3 separate regions of the Triticum aestivum genome follow, and all the other regions are linked to region 2. A link is a contact called in public Hi-C data. All regions are on one chromosome and are shown on one strand. Each heading gives the region's core, a stretch centred on a gene start, on an enhancer-like site or on the middle of the called end of the contact. The rest is flanking DNA. Distances are from core to core; before and after follow the strand shown. Region 1 holds the start of LOC123156514. Region 2 holds the start of LOC123160427 (protein RGF1 INDUCIBLE TRANSCRIPTION FACTOR 1). Region 3 holds the start of LOC123159303.

The links. A called contact is a pair of places that touch in the nucleus more often than the background predicts.
Region 1: a contact with region 2 is called in a Hi-C map of leaf, with 7 times the contacts expected there. The contact joins the promoter of LOC123156514 here to the promoter of LOC123160427 in region 2. A contact is called at or near these places in 2 of 5 Hi-C or Micro-C datasets (both in leaf).
Region 3: a contact with region 2 is called in a Hi-C map of leaf, with 2.5 times the contacts expected there. The contact joins the promoter of LOC123159303 here to the promoter of LOC123160427 in region 2. A contact is called at or near these places in 4 of 5 Hi-C or Micro-C datasets (leaf and an unstated tissue).

The regions. Positions count from the first base shown.
Region 1 is chr7B:538,405,076-538,407,812 of IWGSC CS RefSeq v2.1, forward strand. LOC123156514 reads left to right here and starts at 1,315. Exons shown (of 20, transcript XM_044574630.1): 1 at 1,315-1,705; 2 at 2,334-2,583. The coding sequence starts at 1,399.
Region 2 is chr7B:538,211,854-538,214,553 of IWGSC CS RefSeq v2.1, forward strand. LOC123160427 (protein RGF1 INDUCIBLE TRANSCRIPTION FACTOR 1) reads right to left here and starts at 1,368. Exons shown (of 5, transcript XM_044578244.1): 1 at 1,098-1,368; 2 at 845-969; 3 at 464-696; 4 at 145-360. The coding sequence starts at 682.
Region 3 is chr7B:537,957,611-537,960,430 of IWGSC CS RefSeq v2.1, forward strand. LOC123159303 reads right to left here and starts at 1,331. Exons shown (of 1, transcript XM_044577131.1): 1 at 485-1,331. The coding sequence starts at 1,295. The coding sequence ends at 708. It overlaps TRNAL-CAG (transfer RNA leucine (anticodon CAG)), which reads right to left and starts at 106; the gene lies at 26-106.

The DNA of each region.
Region 1 (2,737 bases), core at 65-2,564, 190 kb after region 2:
CTCAGCCGGTTTTTTCTGGTTTGGGGAAATTTCTAGAAGGTTCTTTGAACCGTTTTTTTCTTTTGTCAATTTTTCTGTTTCTTTTTTCTCTTTTTTCTTTCTTTTATTTTCCTTTTCTAATTCTTTTTTCGTTTCCTTTACATTTAAAGTCCATTTTTTTAAAACAAATCAGCTTCCAAATTTTGTTCAGAAACTGAAAAAAATGTTCGTACTTTTAAAATATTTTCAATTTTGTAAAAATTGTCGTGCTTTAAAAAGTTGTTCATAAATTCAAATAATGTTCGCATTTTCAAAAAAAATGTTCAGGCATTTCAAAAATGGTTCTCATTTTCCAAAAATTGTTCGGAATGTTTTTGTTCATTTTTTGGAACTATTCAAATAATGACCGGGAGTTAAAAAATGTTCATGTTTTCAAAAGTTGTTCTTGTTTCCAAATTTTATTCATGTATTCAAAAAATGTTCATGTTTCAAATTTGTTCGGGATTTTTAAAAATTGTTCTACGTTTGAAAATATGTTCTCAAGATTCAAAAAATGTTCGTGCTTTAAAAAATTGTTCGTGATTCCAAGTTTGTTCAATATTTTTCAAAATTGTTCTCTGTGTCAAAATTTGTTCTCAAGATTCAAAAAATGTTTGGGAATTGATAAAAATGTTCCAGCTTTCCAAATTTGTTCACAAATTCAATAGTAGTTCATGTTTTTCAATCTTGTTCACAAATTCAAAGAATGTTCTGGAAGTTTTAAAAATTTAAACATTTTTTCACAAATTCAAGAAATGTTCCCCCTTTTCAAATTTGTTCACATCATCAAAATGTTCCTGTTTTACAAAAAATTGTATGAAAATTCGGAAAATGTTTTTTATTTTGAAGAAAATATTCATAATTTCGAAAAATTCAGTTGTAGGAGGTCGTCGGTACGACCCAATAAATGGACTGTAGTTTTTGGGATTTTTCGCGAATTAATGTTCAAGTGTTGTTTTGGTCATATACGTCTTTAACTTTCGCGCTGCCAAATTGAACATGGGAATGACTAGGTCGCAGTGGTTTGCATGGCAGGCCAAGAACTCTGAAGTCATGTGTTCGAGTAACAGAAATCGCACTATTTTATTTTTCGCGATTTTTCATCTCGGGAACCTGCCGCCGCATGCCACTGTAAATGGGCCGGACCACGCTAGCCGCTCCTGTGCGAAGCGTCGGCACTTTGCCGCAGCGAGCGGCCTATAGGAGCTCCCTAGCAGCTCCCCCTTCCTCGTCGCTCTACTCGCCAGCTCGGATTGAAGAAAGTGTTGCTCGGGGCCCGTCACGAGCTCGCGATACGCAAGCCCATAATTCCTCTTGCCCTCTGTGTCTCAAAAAAAAAAAAAAAACCCTCTTCCCCTCTTCTGCTCCGGCGACTCGCCGATGTCCTTACCGCTATCCGGCCACCGTACCATCCTCCTTCTCATCCTCATCGAGCTCCTAGTGCCGCTCCGGTGCGCGGGGGAGTCGGCGACGTGCCTTGCTGTGTACCGCGAGGGCGGCGCGCCCGCGGTGTACCAGTCCGCGCACTGCCCCCGCTGGACCATCCTCTCCGCCGGCGAGGGGGATGGGGACAAGGGCCCCTCCTCCCCGCAGCCGAGGAGGTGCCATGTGGCGGCTCACCGTGGCCGCCGCCGCTCCCAGGAGGACCGCGCCGTCTGCGCTCTCGGCATCCGCATCCCCTTCATAGGTACCTGCACAACACGGAGTCAGTAAAACAAATCCGCAATTTACACGCGGTGTTGCACTGCAGCTATGAGGTGGAAGGAAGAGGGAGTATTGAGAAATCATGTGCAATTAACCAACTCCCAGGATTGTACTGGCGACCTTGTTTATTAATTAATGCACTTATTATTATGCTTCATGGACTCTGGGCTAGAAATGAGGAACGAAAACAGTATTCTGCTTCTGGTTTACTGGTACTATGATTTTTACTCCTGAATGTTAGTTGGCTTTTCATGTCAGAGAGTGTAGTCACTAAGAAATCGTAAAAATGGGAGTGGGAAGCTGGATATCATGTTGGAAGGATCATAGTAGAAAGGTACCCTGCAGAGTTTATTAGACCTAGAACAGCATCTTTTTCCTACCATTAAGGTTGCATACTGCAAGACTGCGAGTTGGTAAAGTTGATTAGTGCGTCATGACTCATATGTCTAGGGATAACAAGTCGCTATTAGCCTATTACATAGTCAGTCAAACGATCTTGTAGAAATACTTTCTTCAAAAGTGCTTTGGTTATTGTGATTTTATGCTCGATCCTTTAAGATGCACCCGGTTCATTTGTAATCTGATTCTGGCTAACTTGCTATATTGTACAGAGCAAATGAGAATTAAAGAGGTGGATGTCGGAGTGATGGCCATATTTGATGGTCATAATGGAGATGAGGCCAGTGAGATGGCTTCTAAGCTCTTACTGGAGTACTTGTTGCTTCATGTTTATTTTCTTCTTGACGGTATATACTCCATCATATTCAGAAACTCAACCGGAAAGCTGACACATAAGGAAGTTACTATTCTTAACAGTGTTCTTGACCTGTACAAAGAGGATCAGCCCAATCATGGCCAGAGGTTTGTCTTTTATCATGCCCTTTAATCCATGTAAATAGTTCCGGTTGTGTTTACACTATGGAGTTACATCCTGTTTACAGCATGTTGACGATGATTTTGATGTTTCCTTGATCTCAGAATGCTATTAAAGTATTAATGTTCATATGCCACTTTC
Region 2 (2,700 bases), core at 118-2,617:
AGCTTCCTCAGAGAGATTTCAGATAGAGAGATTCTGGTCCTAAAGAATGGTTTTCAGGGAGAGGGGTAGCGGACATGGAACTGTAGGTTGGAACTTGGAAGAGACGGAGGAGGAAGAAGAGATGAGAAAGAGTGGCTAGAGTACCTTGCATCCGAGGGAGCAGAAGCGGAACGAGTCCGGGAGGCTGCGGCAGCAAATCTCACAGGTGTTGGTGACGCCCTTGCCGGGCCTGGCCTGCGGCCGGCCGTTGAGGAACACGATCTTGGCGCTGTTGATCACGTACGTCTGCACGTGCGCGATGTCGATCAGCTTCCCCACCTCCGACACCCGGATCACGTTGTGGTACGACGAACGCCGTATCTGCACCCCAGCCATGTCCACCCATCCATCAGAATTCATTCACAAAGCACCACACACACGACACAATCCAGCCATGGATGATTTGGTTAAGAGTGGCGTGTACCTGGACGACGTGGTGGTCGCGGTGCGCGGGGACGCAGTAGGAGCAGAGCGCGCCGGCGGCGTGGTTGCAGCCGAGGCAGAAGAAGTTGCACTCGTTCTTGCTCAGGTCCGGGTGCGCCGGGCATGGCACGAAGAAGCTCGTGCCCAGCAGCGGCCGCAGCCACGGCGGGCCCAGGTCCTCCTCCGACCGCACCATGGGGCTCTGCTGCACGCTCACCATCACCTGCACCACATCTCCACGAGGGACACACACGATACAACAATTGATAAACCACACCGTCCTCGTATCCTCCAAAAACAAAATGCAACTCGCCGCCAGCCGCCACGAGCAGTAGCACTAGCACAGTACCTACAGATTAATCCGCCAAGAAGAGAACTTTACCATGTCACCACGCGACGCCCTTCGATCTTCTTCCAGGGTCACAGGATTGATCAACCAAGGCCTTGGGATTCCAAGCGGCAGCGGCAGACCAAGAAGACGACGACGAAGAAGAAGAGAGAATCAATCTGCCAGTTGAACAAAGCATACGCGAGATGAATGCAGAAGCAGAGGAAAAAGGCACGCATGACGCGACGGCTCCATCACGGCCGGGGGCCCCGATAACAACAGTATTAACGAATCAGCCGTCCGTTACCTGGTCGACGGGCGGGCAGAACCGAAGGAGGAGGACGAGGCGGACTGACAAGCTCGAGCGGAGACGGAGGGGGCGGCGGCGGCGGCGGCGAGGTGGAGGGTGGGGAGGGGATTGAATCCTTTACTCGCGGGGCTTCTGGAGATCGAAGAGGACGGAAGCGGTGTCGTGTGATCGTATATATCACAGGAAAGGAAAAAACATATATATTTGCATATGGACACGGATATATATCGACCGATGCGATGCCTCCCTTTCCCTCCTCTTCTCGACAACGAGAGAGGGACGGACGGGAGAAAAACAACGACGAAAAAGGCGAAAATGCAACGGTGGAGGCCGATGTAAGGCGGTTTGGTTTGCATCAGAGACGTGTCCGCGGTTCTTTCCTGCGATAGCTAAAGCTCCAAAAACAAATCGTCTTTTTCCGCTCCGGCGCCCATGCTTTCACGTAATCGCGTAATTCTCCGGCAACGGCTTTGGTTTTATTTTGTTTTGTCCATGAGTGAAAAAATATCCTCACTCAGATAGTCATGGACAATATGCGCACTGTGCCGTCGTTCTCCCTTTTCCCCAACCATTCCCCTCTAAACCCTATAAGAGGGGTAGACTGTGGCTTCCTTCTCCTCCACCGGCTCTACCAGTGTGACGGTGCAGGGAGGCCACGATCATCCACAGAAAATGTGTGTTACGCCGTTGTTTTGCCTTTTGCTCAACCGCTCCTCTGCAAAACCCTAAGAGCCAATCTCTGGATGCTAGGTCGCCAATGTCCTCCTCCTTTACTCGCTTTGCCGATGTGGGAGTGCGGGGAGGCCCTCATCTACAAGGTGGAGTTGTAGTTTCTAATGTTTTGGGGCTCTTAGGTAGGGTTTCGTTGTTCGTCGCTTCAGCCTTTCGGCGATGGTGGTGGCAAAGCTTAATGAAATCTTCTTCGACGACGTGTTGTTGGCAGTGTTGGTTCGGCGAATGAGGTTCCCTCATGTCTTCCCATGCCGGCGATGGTCGGCTGTGCCGGCGTCGATGGCATATTTTCCTGTTAGGCGCTTTGGTCAGTGAGGTTATGCTCATTGGGGTTTGTTGGTACGGTGGCGACATACAACTTACCTTTGAAGTTTGGAATTCAGACCTCGTCTCCGTCACGTCAGCACCACATCCAGTGTTGGCATGAGACCCGTGAGAAATAATTGTGGTTTGGCTCTTGGATCTGTGGCTTGTCTAATGTGATGGTTTCCTCTTCAAGACGATGATCTGACGTGGCAGTAGCCTTGAGAACTTTTCATTTGCATCATCAACAACAGACTGGATCCAACGACTGAGCAGTAGCCCAGTCATGAGGATGAAAATGGTCGGACCTAGGGGACTTTGATGTGACAAAATCATTTTTTTAGGGGTGACAAAATCATTTTAGGGGTGTTGTACTATTGGTTTTTGTTAATACTCCTAGATTCGAGTGCGAAAAGAAAAAAGATGTATTGTTCGGATTTATGTGGTTGTGATCTTATAATAAATTGTTGGCATTAGGTTTAAGGATTTTAGGCAAGAAATTCACTTCTAAAAGCACAACATTTTTATGTTAGCTTTTTAGAAAATCAATTTTATGTAAGTAGCT
Region 3 (2,820 bases), core at 81-2,580, 250 kb before region 2:
TAAATGAACGAAACAAAAAAAAAAGTGTCAAGAGTGGGATTTGAACCCACGCCCTTTCGGACCAGTACCTGAAACTGGCGCCTTAGACCAACTCGGCCATCTTGACTTTGTGAAAACTTTGCGTATAAAGTTTATTTATCGTGTAATAGCCTGTGCGCTCCACCGACGACGTGCACCTGCCGTTTGGCTGACCAGTGAGGCCTCCTCCGTCAGTTGCAAGTCCACAAGATGATTTTGACATAGCTGATCCGTACTCGTCAGAAATTGTGCCGCCAGAGATGCTCAATGCTTCAACCTTTTCCCCTTTCTAAAGTCTCCTCCATCCATACAAAATAATCTTAGGCAGCGCAACGGTGACAAAAAAGAAGACATGCGCGATAGTCAACCGAATATTATCACATGATCTAAAGCCGATGCCTTTGACCTTTATCCCAACACAATTAAGAAAAGTAGAAGTATGCCCCACAAAAAAAAAGTAGAAGTATGAACAAATCTCATTTCCCTTTGTTACCAAATATATGTACAATGGCAAATCAACAACCGACATCCTTATCTATCTTTTTTGAATCTTCCTCACCAACATCACAGTTCCAAAAAATGGATAACACAAAAAGAAAAGACAAAAAAATCCTATCAAAAATCTTGTAGTAATTTCCTTCCATTTTTATCACTCGGCGTCGCCTGGCGATGTTCTTATGAGCATTTCCTCACTCCTCATCCTCTTTGATGGTGCTGAGCGGCTTGAGCGGCTTCTTCGCCGGCGGACATGCCGCCACGGCAGCCTTCTTGCTGATTTTCGCCGGATTACCAGAGGCTTTCACAGAGTACTCCCCGAGTCTCCTCTCGTTGAGCTTCGCGTTAACCTGGGCGTCCACGTCGCCACGCCCGCTCTCGGGGTGCACCGGCGTGACCCGCACCTTCCTGATGCCGGCGCCGCGTCCACGCGGCCGCGCTCTCGTCGCCAGCGCCTCGCTCGCGCGCACCGCCATGGCCGCCATGTCGGCGCTCGACAGGGGCCGCCCGAGCATCGCGACGGGGAGCACGAAGTATATCTGGCCGGGACGGAGCTGCTCGCCGCCGCCGAGCGCCGGCACGTCCTCATCGAAGTAGAGCGCGTCGGAGCTGCACAAGAAGAAGGGGCCGTCCGCATTGCCGCCCAGGACGTCGGAGACGCTGACAGGCGAGGAGGTGGCGAACTCCGTCAGCGAGCCGTCGGCGGCGATGACGCGGGCCGACGACGGCTGCTGCTGGGGCGCGACGCTGCTCCGGTGGTTGTGAGAGAGACCTGATCCCATCCACAGTTTTTTGAATACAGGTTGAATGGTTTTGGTGTTTGGTGACGACGGGACGCGGAAAGACGATCTATATATAGACCACGCGCCGAACGTGGACGACAGTAGGAGTCCAGGGACAAGGGTTTAATTTGGAAACGAATTGTTGACATTCTTTTACACGTCGCTCCCTTGCTTTTGGTGTTATTGTGAGCTTGATGCCCTTCTCGATTCTCAGTTTCTCATGGTGACGGAATGAGGACTCCCTTCTTTATTTATTGCCAAAGCAACCTTGTTTTCTGCCACTTAAATGTCGCAAACGGTACCTGAGTATAATATTTCTCATCTACTCCCTCCGTTCCTAAATATAAGTCTTTCTAGATATTTTAATAGAAGTACATATGGATGTGACATATTTTAGTGTAGATTCACTCATTTTGCTCTATGTCTACTCTATATTCGAAAATTTAATAAAGACTTATATTTAGGAACGGAGGAAGCATGTGAGAGTTAGACACATCCTAGTTTATAATTCTTCCATCTCTTTCTTCCTCTATAAGAAAAGCTCTTCTCCTTCCGTTGGCGTCGCCGCCGATCCACCCCATCTTCGATGGCCTCTAGGCCATGGAGGTGCGGAGGATCTTGGCCCCCTGCCGGCGGAAGGGGCCCGTTCTCGTTCTTGTTAGATTGGACGCCTTGGTTGGGGCTGTGCGGCGGCAGCGATGTCCCTTATTTGCAATAGTGTCTTCCACGTTCTATCCCCATCCCGATGGTGCATCTAGCATCGTCGGAGGACGCGTGGAGGCTTGTCTTCGTCGGATCTCGCGGGATTCGGTCGGTGCTAGTCTTCGATGGATCTGTTTGGATACAGTTTTTGTTCGTTTTCGTTTGAGTGTTTACAGATTTGACCTTTCTGATCTACGACTTTCTTCATCGGCGATGGTTGCTACTCTGGTGCGCTGGTCCTATGGGGCCTTAGCACGATGACTTCCCGACTATCTACTACAACAAGGTTTGCCCGGCTCCAATGAAGGAGGGGCGATGACGGCGATGCGCCTTCTACTCGCTCCAGTGTTTGTAGTCGTCGCTAGGTGGTTCATGAACATGGTTGTAATTGTTATTATCTCTGTTGTTCTTTGTACTGCCATGATTGAAAATGAATAGATTGGAAGTTTTCCCAACAAAAGACACATCCTAGTTTGTTCTTCGAAACCCGGCAAATAACATTTTCACTTAGAAAGCAAATGGTGTGATTGCGGCAAATTTTTCATATGAAATTACTCCCCCTGTAAAGAAATATAAGACTTAGTGATTTAAAAAGTCATATTTATGTACAATGGGAGCAGAAAAGATTATGTTGACATGGAAACCGGACACAAAAGTTTGGTTCCTGGGTATATATACACCCCTATATATGTAAAAAGTTAGTAACCACAAAAAATGTCAAAAATGTCTGAAACTTTTTTAAAAAATAAACCCGACCTTATGTTGTATTGGTGTAAAAAGGTTAGCCAAGGAAAAATTCCATGGTATTGTTGGTGGAGAAACA